4 separate regions of the Mus musculus genome follow, and all the other regions are linked to region 3. A link is a contact called in public HiChIP or PLAC-seq and promoter capture Hi-C data. All regions are on one chromosome and are shown on one strand. Each heading gives the region's core, a stretch centred on a gene start, on an enhancer-like site or on the middle of the called end of the contact. The rest is flanking DNA. Distances are from core to core; before and after follow the strand shown.

The links. Promoter capture Hi-C pulls out the DNA fragments that hold promoters and counts their contacts. HiChIP or PLAC-seq counts read pairs in DNA pulled down with a chosen protein or histone mark.
Region 1: a promoter capture Hi-C map of liver shows a contact between it and region 3, with 7 times the contacts expected there. The contact joins the promoter of Gp1ba here to the promoter of Dvl2 in region 3. A contact is called at or near these places in 6 of 39 promoter capture datasets (the C10 cell line, the HPC-7 cell line, cranial neural crest and 3 more), 3 of 484 Hi-C or Micro-C datasets (the G1E-ER4 cell line, embryonic stem cells and erythroblasts), 8 of 115 datasets of contacts at active chromatin or transcription factors (Th17 cells, bone marrow-derived dendritic cells, embryonic limb bud and 5 more) and 3 of 9 other capture datasets (adipose tissue, embryonic stem cells and liver).
Region 2: an H3K4me3 HiChIP or PLAC-seq map of bone marrow-derived macrophages shows a contact between it and region 3, with 4 times the contacts expected there. The contact joins the enhancer-like site here to the promoter of Dvl2 in region 3. A contact is called at or near these places in 2 of 39 promoter capture datasets (both in liver), 3 of 115 datasets of contacts at active chromatin or transcription factors (bone marrow-derived macrophages, large pre-B cells and pancreatic cancer cells) and 1 of 9 other capture datasets (adipose tissue).
Region 4: a contact with region 3 is called in a FOXA1 HiChIP or PLAC-seq map of pancreatic cancer cells. The contact joins the promoter of Rnf227 here to the promoter of Dvl2 in region 3. A contact is called at or near these places in 2 of 39 promoter capture datasets (liver and pre-B cells), 3 of 115 datasets of contacts at active chromatin or transcription factors (bone marrow-derived macrophages, embryonic forebrain and pancreatic cancer cells) and 1 of 9 other capture datasets (liver).

What each region holds. Positions count from the first base shown.
Region 1 is chr11:70,637,727-70,640,591 of GRCm38.p6, forward strand. Gp1ba (glycoprotein 1b, alpha polypeptide) reads left to right here and starts at 1,396. Exons shown (of 2, transcript NM_010326.3): 1 at 1,396-1,472; 2 at 1,678-2,865. The coding sequence starts at 1,684.
Region 2 is chr11:70,578,058-70,581,266 of GRCm38.p6, forward strand. All of the region lies in intron 1 of Mink1 (misshapen-like kinase 1 (zebrafish)), which reads left to right. Among named protein-coding and RNA genes, the nearest start is that of Mink1, 17 kb to the left of the region's middle. Within about 2 kb of position 1,799, at least 120 of the 459 cell types and tissues checked have an H3K27ac peak or open chromatin away from gene starts, as enhancers often do. A contact at or near this core is called in adipose tissue, bone marrow-derived macrophages, liver and 1 more, where this site is marked.
Region 3 is chr11:69,999,171-70,001,926 of GRCm38.p6, forward strand. Dvl2 (dishevelled segment polarity protein 2) reads left to right here and starts at 1,422. Exons shown (of 15, transcript NM_007888.4): 1 at 1,422-1,856. The coding sequence starts at 1,663. Phf23 (PHD finger protein 23) reads left to right here. Exons shown (of 5, transcript NM_030064.4): 5 at 68-841. The coding sequence ends at 282.
Region 4 is chr11:69,339,043-69,342,089 of GRCm38.p6, forward strand. It overlaps Rnf227 (ring finger protein 227), which reads left to right and starts at 1,754. Exons shown (of 2, transcript NR_027827.2): 1 at 1,754-2,016; 2 at 2,117-3,047.

The DNA of each region.
Region 1 (2,865 bases), core at 146-2,645, 640 kb after region 3:
GGTAGGTGGGCAAGTTTCAGATCCAGTAGGCCTCTGAAGACCCTGTTTAGGTACTTCAGATTGCCTTTTGAGAACTGTCAGGAGGCACTGGTGAGTTCTAGTAGTTGAAAGACTAGCAAATCTGCAGTTCTCCTAGGTGAAATAGAAGGGAAGTTAAAAAAATTTAGAAACCAACCAGAAGGCTACTGCAGCAAAGAAGATAGTGCCTTGGGCTGGGGAGTGGAAGATGGAAGGATTTCAAAGAGACCAGAGTTAAAATCAGGAGGATTTGATAGCAGGGTGTTAAGGTGGAAGGAGTATCAGGAAGTGTTTAAAAGGACCAGGTAACTGAGTAGCTGTGGACAACAGAGGAGGAGAAGCTATTTTTTTTTTTATGGGGCTTCTTTTTTGTTTGGTTTGCGGTCTCAGTATACAGCTCAGGATGGCCCCAAACTCATGATCTTCCTGCCTCTGCTTCCCATGGACTGGTGTTATAGACAGTCCTATACCTCAGGCCAGCAGATGAAGCTATTTGCATAATGAACTTGATTTTTAATATACTTGAGTTTTCGATGTTATTTTGTTGTTGTTGTCATTGTCGTCATTGTTATTATTGTTGTTTTAATGAGAAGGGTCTTCTTTTGTAGCTCAAGCTGGCTTCAAACTCATGGCCTTCCTGTCAGAACCTCTCAGTGATGTACACTGTTTCTATACTTGAAGAACATGTAAGAAGAGAACTCCAAGTGGCATCTAATGTTAAGTATGTAGGCCTCAGGAAACAGGATCTAGACTAGAGATAAAGACTTAAGTCTAGGGCAGAAGTGGTGATTAAATGCACAGCAAAGTATTTCCCAGGCACTTATGGGGTTATGATACAAAAACCTATGAAGCCTCTGGAAGCAGGTTTACTGCTCCAGAAAGCTAGAGGAAGCCACAGAGGAGTCTGAGAAGGACCAACCACACAGGCTAGAGAAAATGAGTGTCACTTGTCACATCCCCAGGAAGGAATAGTCCTGAGTATGGAGGCTACAAAAACAGTTTAGAGAATACCAGTCACGTGCCCAGGGGATGCAGACTAGAATGTCAGCAGTCCCCAGATTCGGGAGGGGCTCAGCTTAGGGTAGGAAGGTGGCATGGAGTGTAAGGAAGCATGACATCTCTAAGAACTGCTATGGAGAAGAGAGGCAGCACTCAAAGGAGCTTTTGAATGCTGGTGGCTAGTAGCTGCAAAGTCTCTAGATCTCTCCGGGGTGGAAGGAAAGTGAGAATGTAAAACCAAAAGGAGGGCTTTGGGGAATGCTGTGCAGAGAGCTGATAAGAGCCTTTGCCCGCAAGGGAGACTGTTCCCTGGGTCACAGGAGCTGATTATCAGGTTGTCATTTCCTCCCCAACTCTATCTCCTTCCTGCTCTTGGGCTGGCTCTCCTTGCAGCTAGTAGAGAGAAGGACCGAGTCATAGCCTGGAAGAAGCTCTGTTCCTCCAAAGGACTGTCTGTCTGACTGTAAGCTGGGGCTGGGACCAGAGGTGGAGAAGGTTCTAAGGAGGGAATAAGAACCAAGGGCTGGAGGCAGGGGTGGAAAAGGAGAGAAAAGTCTGGGAGGTGTGGAAGCTGTTTCTAGATGGGATCCTAAGAACTGCAGCAGTGAAGGGCTAAAAGCTGGGAAAATGATGTAATGGGTGGCATCCCTTTGCCCACAGGTTCATATGGCTCTCCTCATCTTGCTCTTCCTGCTGCCAAGTCCCTTGCATTCCCAGCACACTTGTAGTATCTCCAAAGTGACCAGCCTGCTGGAAGTAAACTGTGAGAACAAGAAGCTGACAGCACTGCCTGCAGACCTGCCAGCAGACACAGGCATCCTCCACCTGGGCGAGAACCAACTGGGTACCTTCTCCACAGCATCACTGGTGCATTTCACTCACCTCACTTATCTGTACCTGGATAGATGTGAGCTGACGAGCCTGCAGACCAATGGTAAACTGATAAAGCTGGAAAACCTGGACTTATCCCATAATAACCTGAAAAGCCTGCCCTCCCTAGGATGGGCATTGCCTGCACTCACTACTCTAGACGTCTCCTTCAACAAGTTGGGCTCACTGTCTCCTGGTGTCCTGGATGGCCTAAGCCAACTCCAAGAGCTCTACTTGCAGAACAATGATCTTAAGAGTCTGCCCCCCGGGCTCTTGTTGCCAACGACCAAGCTGAAGAAACTCAATCTGGCCAACAACAAATTGCGTGAGCTGCCCTCTGGGCTCCTAGATGGGCTGGAGGATCTTGATACCCTCTACCTTCAAAGGAACTGGCTTCGCACAATACCAAAGGGCTTCTTTGGGACCCTCCTCTTGCCTTTTGTTTTTCTCCACGCCAACAGCTGGTACTGTGATTGTGAAATCCTCTACTTCCGTCACTGGCTCCAGGAAAATGCCAACAATGTCTACTTATGGAAGCAGGGTGTGGATGTCAAGGACACAACTCCTAACGTGGCCAGTGTACGATGTGCCAACTTGGACAATGCGCCTGTCTACTCCTACCCAGGGAAGGGCTGCCCTACTAGTAGTGGTGACACAGACTATGATGACTATGATGATATCCCTGACGTCCCTGCCACAAGAACTGAGGTCAAGTTCTCTACTAACACTAAAGTTCATACTACCCACTGGAGCCTACTCGCCGCAGCACCTTCTACTTCTCAAGACAGCCAAATGATTTCTTTGCCTCCAACTCATAAACCCACTAAGAAACAATCTACATTCATCCACACACAGAGCCCAGGTTTCACCACACTCCCAGAGACCATGGAATCTAACCCAACCTTCTACAGTCTAAAACTCAATACTGTACTCATCCCCTCCCCAACCACCCTAGAGCCCACCTCCACCCAGGCTACC
Region 2 (3,209 bases), core at 549-3,048, 580 kb after region 3:
ACAGCCAGCACTCCACACCTAATTTTTTATCCTTTGTAAAATGAGGATAACAAACCCAATATAATAGGACTTTTGAGAGTGTCAAATGAAAGTGCTTAGCCTGGGAAATGCTTATTGGATACAGGGTGTGAAGCCCCTTTTCCTGCGCAAGGAGGGGGATCTCAGAGGCTCAGCTCCCATTCTCCCCTGACTTAGTTTTGTTTAAGGAGAAAGCAGCCAGTCGATTGATTTCCCCACGGCCTGAGGTGTGGTCTGGAGTTGCAGAGCTTGCTCCCCAGCTCCTGTTGGCTGTCCTAGAGCTCTCCAGCCACAGCCCCTCAGTCTTCCAGGGTTCCTGAGAGAAGGAGTGACTTAAATCATACCCAAACACGAAACTCCTGCTGGATTTGCCCCGAGTCAGGGTTCCCTGCAGTCCCAGGGCAGTTTCTTTGCCCCTGCCTGCTTTTGTGAAAACTATGGGCCCACCCAGAGGAAGCACTCACGGGGGGGGGGGGGGCAGTCTGGTGGGGATACACTTGGGATGTGAGAGGCAGGGCTTCTGTATAAACATGCAGCAAGAGCTTTCTGTAACGTACAGACTGAGGGCTGGCTAGCGAGCATATTTGGCTCCCCTGTATCCTTGGCTGGGTTAACTTACTGTCCCTGTGGCTTCAGCTTAAATATCATGTCCTTTGCTGGCTTTCCTTCCCTATTGGTCTGTCATAGTACCCAGTCCCCTTTCTTTAGGACTTATAGCTGTGTAACTAACTGTATCTTCCTTCAGTAGATGCCTTCTCGAGTAGATGCCTTGTCAAGTAGACTGTAAGCTCCCTGAGGGGAGGGCTCTCTATTCTGTATTACCTGTCACGTTCTAGTCACTAACACCTTCGCTTCCCAGCTATTTCATTAAAAACAAAAGTTTTATTTTATCTGTATGTTTGCCTGCATGTATGTATGTGATTCTTACACACGATAGGAGCTCGCAGAGTCAGAACAGGGCTTGGGAACCCCTGGAGCTGGCGTTACAGGTGAGTGTGAGTGTGGAGAGTGTGGTTGCTAGGAACAAAGCATGTTCTGCAAGAGCAGCCAGCTTAGAACTGCAGAGCCAGCTCTCTACTCTGCTTCCCGTGTAAGAACAGGCTAGCTTTAACTTGTGATGCATCTGGGTGACCTTGAACTTCTGCTCTTTCTGCCTTTACCACTTGAGTGCTGAGATCACAGGTGTGTCCACTTCTTGCAGTTTTATGAGATGCTGAGGATAGAACATGCTCCATGCGTGTAGGCTTCATGCGTGTTAGGCAAGCACACTCCCAGATGAGGTACACCCTCAGCCTTAGGCACTTGATGTTTAATGAGGTGAGTGTGTGTATGTGTGTCTGTAGGGGTGTGTGTGTGTGTAGGGGTGGGTGTGGGTGTAGGGGTGGGTGTGGGTGTAGGTAGGAGTATGCGTGCCATGGCACACATGTGGAAGATCTCCTTGTTTACCTTGCACTTTTACATATGTTCCCGGTTAGCAGGCTATCGAAGCAAGTGCCTTATCTGCTGATCGATGTTTGGTGAGTGAATACATGAACTGACTTGGAGTTGGTGTGAGAGGGGTCCGAGGAGGTTTCTTAGGCAAAGTGGAGAGCCAGGCCTGGTGAAAAGTTGGGTGGCTGTGCTGGTTCCATCCTGCTGGTCAGGAAGTTCCTCCATACCCAGCTCCCTTTAGCTGCGATTTTTTTTTTTTCTGGCTTGGTTCTTGGTGGAGCCAGGACTACCTGGTCTCCACCCTGTAGAGAGTAACCCTGGCCTTCTTTCTAACTCTGTGATTCAGACAGTCATTTTCCACACCCTGCTGTCCCTACCCTCCGCCCGCTCTTCTTCCCCTGACTCAGCCTGGCACTCTGTGCTCAGTTCTTGGTTTTCTTTGTCGGCCTCTGAACACTTTAGAGCCTTCAGTAGGCCGCTGTCTGTCTGGGGTGGGGTAGGGTGGGGTAGGGGGTGCTCTTTTCATCTGGCCTCACCTTTCTGTCTCCAGTGGTGCCTGGGCCTTCTATGTTAGTAGGCAAGTGCTTTCCCACTGAACTACATCCCCAGCCCCTTTACTTCCTGTTTGAGACAGGGCCACAAGTTGCCCACACAGGCCATGAGTGTGTGTGCTCCGCCTGCCTCGATCTCCTGAGTAGCTGGGATGACAGGCGTGTGCCACCAGACGCAGCTGCTCATTTCTATAGTTTTTTTTTCTTACCCTTTCTTATGGCATCCTGTTGGACTTCTTGTATAACTAGAAGCAATATAGAGCTAAGATGGGCCACAGGTCTCTTCCTTGGCTCTGTGGACACCTGATTCAACAGTAGGAGGCTGGCAATGAGGAGTAATGATTTGTTTGTGCTGCGGCTGGAAATCGGCAGGGAGAAAGAAGCCTTGTTATTACCCAACCCCTGATTACTGCTGTAGTCCTCCTCCGTTACCCAACCCCTGATTACTGCTGTAGTCCTCCTCCGTTACTGCTGTAGTCCTCCTCTGTCAGCTTGGTAGCTGCCAGAGTGAATGGGCCGGTGTCTCCTGCCTGCTTCCTTCCTGCTTCTAGGCCTTCCCTTCCCCACTGGAACACAACCTTCTCCCTACCTCCCTCCCTCCCTCCCTCCCTCTCTTTCCCCTCCCCCCCTCTGTCTCCCTCTCTCCCTCTCTCTTCCTCCCCTTCTTTCTCTCCCCCCTTCCTCCCCCCTCTTTCTCTCCCTCTCTCTCCCCCCCTCCTTTCTCTTTCTCTTTCTCTCTCTCTCCTGCCTCTTAGTTCCACTCATTCTCTTTTTCTCCTAAGCTGCTCCTTTTCACTCTTGAATGCTAGAAACATCGACTGTCTTAGAAAACCACCTCTTGCCACAGATTCTCTGTTCTGTGGGGGTCGATTCTTACAGTGACTCATGCAAATTTGTAGCATGTTATGGACTTGAAGATGTTTTTCCATCTGTGAATTCTTGTGAGAAGAGATGGGGTGGCAGTGTGAGGTTAAAGGATGTGCCCAGCTATCATTGCATCCTGTGCTTCTGACTTCCTTTCTGCACCAGCTACAAAGGCTTGCCTTTCAGCATCTTCTTAACACTTCAGTACCTTCCAGGAAGCTGTTGTCTGAAGAGGGGAAGGGTTTTTACCTTCTGTCCTTCCCACTGAGCTACATTGCCAGCCCCTTCTTATTTGAGACAGGGTCACAAGTTGCTCACAAAGGCCGTGAGCATGTGTTCTTCCTG
Region 3 (2,756 bases), core at 172-2,671:
ATAGCTTTGGGGGCTCTTAGGAGTTGACGCCTTGAAGCAGAACACTAAAGAGATTTGTCTTTTCCAGGTGACGACTCCTGGGATCTGATCACGTGTTACTGCAGAAAGCCCTTTGCGGGGCGGCCCATGATTGAGTGCAGCCTCTGTGGGACGTGGATCCACCTCTCCTGTGCTAAGATTAAGAAGACCAACGTTCCCGACTTCTTTTATTGCCAGAAATGCAAGGAACTTCGGCCAGAGGCCCGGCGGTTAGGGGGTCTCCCCAAATCTGGAGAACCCTGACATCACTAAGGCTGGAACTTGTGACATTACTTGGGAACTGAGCCTCAGGGTCCCCAGCCTTCCCTTGGAGTGAGGAGGCTGTCCCCACTTGAGGGCCACAATTCCCAAGGGAGACGTATTTGGAAATGAGTGTCTTCTACTCTGTCCTTCCTGCTCCATGGACTTGAAGTTGACCCCATTACAGTTGGGTCGGGGAGGCTGGATCTGTAGACAGAATCTCTGTCCAGTCAACCCTGTACCCTTTTCACTTGCAGGTCCAGGGCTCAAACTGGGATGTAATGGGATAGTTGTCTATAAAACTGTAGTGTAAATACAGCACTCCCCTCATGTTTCTTCTCTCTCCCGTTTACTTTCTTTTACACCGGATGTATTTTTAATTTGGGGCTCCCCCATTTGAGCGAGGTTGCTCAGAGGTGGAGTACCAAAGCCTGTGGAGTGAGGAAGGAAAGAAAAAGGTGTCAATTAGCACTCGCCTCGTTTTTAATACTGTTGGCCGGCTGCTCAGACAGACGGCCTGCGTGTTGTAAATAAAGCAGAGTGGGCTCTTGTGTTTTACAGCCCTCCTTGTCCTATTTGGGGAGGGGATCTTTGGGAAACCTGGTGGAAGTCTTGGGTGGAGTTGGGGCTGAAGGCCACTTGTAAGTCCAGGGCTGTAATTCCACAATTTGGGAGGTGGAGATGGGAAGTTTAGGGGCCAAATCTGGCTTGGGCACTGTCTAATGCCCCTCAGACATCTCTGAAGACTATTTCGGCTTTCTCATCCCAAGTACAGTCTAGTAGGAGTACTGCCCTAAGGGTCCCAGGTTACAATTCTCACTCATCAGCCCATATCCCCGCCCCTCTTATAGTTGCTATTGAGGTGCCTTGAACCTCAGATGGGTAAGGCAAAGTGGGGGCCAGTTGCCAGCATTCCAAGAGTAGAAGCTTGCTAAGGTACTTGGGAGGGGGGGGGGCGGGTTGTACACGTTTGGGGGCGGAGTCGTCTAGGGCTGAAGACCGTTGCTCAAGGCAGTGGTCACGTGAGTGTCTAGGTGGAGCTTGTAGTAACGTGACTCAAGGAAGTCACGTGAAGCACAGTCGGCTGCGCAAAGTGGGCGGGCTTGGGTCACGTGGCATGGGGAGAGGTGGGCGGGGACCTCGGTGCTGCTCGCGACGTCCGTGGAGCTAGTGGCCCTCGACTGTGCGGTCTAGGTTTTGAGTCTCGCCACACAGCTCTTCCCGATCAGCCCGCTGGTCCCCGCCATCCTCCTTGGGCACGTCTTCCGCACTGGCCCTGCGCTGTTGGCGCTAGCGCGTCAGTTTGCGGGTGTGCGCAGGCGCGGCGGGGGCGCTTAGTCCTGTTGGGTGGGCGGCTGAGCCCGGGAGCGCGCGAGCGAGACCATGGCGGGCAGCAGCGCGGGGGGCGGTGGTGTAGGCGAGACGAAGGTGATTTACCATCTGGATGAAGAAGAGACTCCTTACCTGGTGAAGATCCCTGTCCCGGCGGAGCGCATCACGCTCGGCGATTTCAAGAGCGTTTTGCAGCGGCCCGCGGGCGCCAAGTACTTTTTCAAGTCCATGGATCAGGATTTTGGGTAAGCGCGAGGCCTAGACTGGGAAGGACGGTGGGTATGCTAGAGTGGATTGGGCGATATTGAGGGAGACCGGTCTACCTTGGACTGTTTCTGGCCTGTAGTGGAGCATAGCATATTGTACTGTGCTAAGGTAGAAAGCCCATCCCAAGACGGACAAGGTTATATTTGGACACATAGAAGAAAGGGCTGGATGGCGAGAAAATTAGGTTGGAGGAATGGGGAACACTGGTTTGTTTGGCCATTCTCTCTCCATGATTTTAGCCAAAAGGCAAAGAAGTGATGCTTGAGGTTATGCTAGGCTGTGCGGAGATTAGAGCCATCTATCTTTTGGTGAGCTGGGATGCTCGCTCTCAGACGTCTGCACGCGAGTTAGATAGAGATAGTCTGTAATTTTGTTTGCCTGTTTTGATTTGTTCTTTTGTTTGGAGGTAGGGCTTTATTCCTTGTATCCTAGGCTGGCTTCGAACCCATGGAGTTCCTGCCTTAGCCCCCAGAGCTGAAATAAACAGGTGTGAGCCAATATGCTGGGCATGCAGTGTTTTTATGTAGACCGGGCTATAGTGAGACAATTAGGCTATTCTGGCTTATTAATCAGGTTCCATAGTATTATTTTGGGATGGTAGAGTCTGTAATATTGCAGCGAGATCTATTGGGATATATTAGGCTGTTTTGAAGTAGACTTTCCTGGCAAAGCATGTACCATTCTGAACTTTTCTGAGTTCTTATTTCCTCTTAGGGCCAGAACCTCCTCTCCCCGCTACCCCGATACCCCCTGGGGGCTGAAGAGAGTTGGAGGATTTTTTTGCTTTTTTTTTTTTTTTAAAGATATTTTATGTGTTGGGCAGTGGTGGTGCACATCTTTAATCTGAGCACTTGGGAGACAGAGGCAGGCAGTTTTCT
Region 4 (3,047 bases), core at 504-3,003, 660 kb before region 3:
AAAGATTACTGTTGTTAGGCATGGTAACAATAGCCTTTAATGCCGGCACTCAGGAGGCAGAGGCAGGCAGATTTCTTGTGAGTTTGAAGTCATCCAGAACTATATGAAAAGTTTCAGCCCAGCCAGGGCTTCAGAGTAAGACCCTGTCCCTAAAACAAAGATTACCCTCAAAGATTTTAGCTTTAAAATGCTAATGTTAAAAACCAAAACCAGCTCTATCTTACCTGTGATGGGCCGGTAAATGCTATACCATGTAAAGAAACCCATCTTGTATTAACCAAGAGATGGTGTATGGGAAATACTGGGTACAGAGAAGTTACAGAGAACACAAAGCCGGCGTGGAGCCAGGGATGATAAGGATAATAACAGCTGTTGCTTATCTGATGTTTACTGTGTACCATCAGGCACCATTTAAAGCACCTTACAAACACAAGCTCTTTCCATCCTTACTATTATTACCCACACTTTGTAGATGAAGAAATCAAGGCCCAGAGAAATGAAGTAACTTGTCTGTGGGTGTCACAACTAGGATTTGTTCTTGAGCCAGCTGTGTCAAGACTGTGTTATTATCCTCCGCAACAGAGCCTGGGTTCGAGAGGCTGAGGAGGCAGCTTGGGTGTGGGTGCCACACCGTGAGGGAATGTGGGCTGTGAGTACCACGTCCTGTTTACCTGTGGGAGAAGTCAGACCCCTGAGTCAGAAGTCACGCAGAGCTGCTTCGTTTCCACCATCATGCTGTGTGGGTGTCCAAGTCTGGATACTCCGGAAGGAAAAGATTCCCAGCATTCCTAAGGCCATGCTCCTGGAATCTAGGTCCCTCCTTGTGCTGAGGTGTTAGCTGGACTCAAACTCTCAGAGGGGGTAGGGGGAGGAATTTGAGGGAGCCAGCCTTCCAAAGAACCCAAGAGGCCATGTATAAAAAGGAGAGGCGAGGGCAGAGTGAATTATGGCTGGGCACAATCCAAACATCCAGAAGACCAATTAAAACTGGGCAGAACCAACAGTAAACCTGGCATATGTTGCCTGTTTGTGAGGGGAAGGGCAGGAGGGGATTGTGAAAGAGTATGAACATGTGACAAATAGGCCAACAGGGCCATATAGACTTGTGCTAGTGACTGTGTGCAAGAGGAGACCTGGACACCTGCATCAGGTAGGTTTAAGTGACAGCGCTAGTGTTTTGCTGGGGGTGAGGAGTCCGCCATGGAGGCTGTGGGTGGAGCGTGCCCCCCTCTTCCCTCGGGTAATTCTGGCATTGTCCTGGGCATTCAGCCCGCTGCATCCCCACTCGCAAGTCCAGCCTCGCGCCTCTGCCGCCCCAACGCGTGCCTCGGAAGGGAGCGGCCCATCTGCGCGTGACGCCTCGAGGGCGGGGCCTCACTATTAAAAGGGGACAGAGGCGGCGGCGCGGGCCCCAGGCCCCTGCCCTGGCCCAAGGAGGGCTCATTCGTTCTGTATCCTAGCCGCCTAGAGATCGAAGCCCTCGGGCCACGGTGACCACGATGCAGCTCTTGATGAGAGTGCCCTCTCTTCCCGAGCTGGGTGAGCTGGACTGCAACATCTGTTTCCGACCCTACAACCTCGGGGCCCGTGCGCCCCGCCGCCTGCCTGGCACGGCGCGCGCCCGCTGCGGCCACACGCTGTGCACAGCTTGCCTGCGCGAGCTGGCAGCGCGGGGCGACGGCAGCCGCACGGCCGCGCGCGTGGTGCGCCTGCGCCGCGCTGTCACGTGCCCGTTCTGCCGCGCGCCTTCCCCGCTCCCGCGCGGCGGCGTCACGGAGATCGCGCTAGACCCTGTCTTGTGGTCACGGCTGGAGGAAAAAGCCCGGGCTGAGCGTGAAGGAGACCCGATGGGGAGCCCGGCCAAAGACAGCGGAGAGGATGGAGAGGACGACGACGGGGAAGCGGAGAGCGAGAAGGGGGCGGGACCTCCAAGTGCGGGTTGGCGCGCGCTTCGCCGAATTTTGGACAGGGTCCTGGCGCCGGCACGCCGCTTGCGGCGTCCGTTGCCTAGCAATGGTGAGGGGCGGCCTAGGGAGGATACTGGGTACATTGCACCGAAGAATGCTGGGTCAAGTTGCATCCTCCTGTTGCCACTAACCCTTCTTCTTTCCTCCAGTGCTCTACTGTCCAGAGGTCAAGGACATTGCCCACATGACCCGTTGTACGCTGTAACCAAGGAACCCCAGAGCTATGGCAGAAAGCAGGTGGGAGCAGCATCCTCAGGCGTGCTCTGACACAAAAGGTTGATGTCAAGACTACCTGGAAATCAAGGCTGATGCTGGAATTGGTACATGCGTGATGGAGATGGAGCTCAACAGAAAGGACCCTAGATGGTGTGGATTCTGAGCGGCGAAGGCTCCTAGACTGTGCCAGCATTATATTTTCAGGATGGAGTGGCCAAGGGATAATAGAAACAAAGCCTACCATAATGTAGGAAGAAAAAAAAAATAACAAAGCTTTGGCGTTTGTTCAGAGTCTGTGGTGTAAGCAAAGGATCCAATTTTAGCAGTGGTCTGTGGTTGACAATGTGTACTGTGGAAAAAAGGACAGGACAGGGGATAAGCTAATTTATATGTCATGTCAATCTCACTTATCTGGTTGTGTTTGCTGGCATGCCATCTTCCCACTCTTGTTACCGTGCTCCAGCAATTACTGAGTTGACTCCCTGCTTATGATTGGGAATCTTGCATATACAACCTCCCTTCAGCTGGATAGGGCAGGTATGAAAACATCCAAGGGGCATTTATTTACATGAGGCCTTATTAAAGGCTTATCAAAGATGGGTGAGCCATTTGATAAAGGAAGCAAAATTTAGGCCTTTGTTATCTTTACTGACTCTGTAGCAATACTGGGGAAAAGAAAAAAAAAGATGCTCACATAATTTTAATTTGTGTCCCATAATGGGACATTGTTTACTGTATGTAGTTAGTTCTATTCTAAAGTCCTGTAAATATCTTACTGTAGACTTAAAATCAAGACCAGCAGTGTTGGTTGGTCTCACAGCTTGCTAGAAATGCAGAATTTCAGGACCCCAGTCCACATTCCCC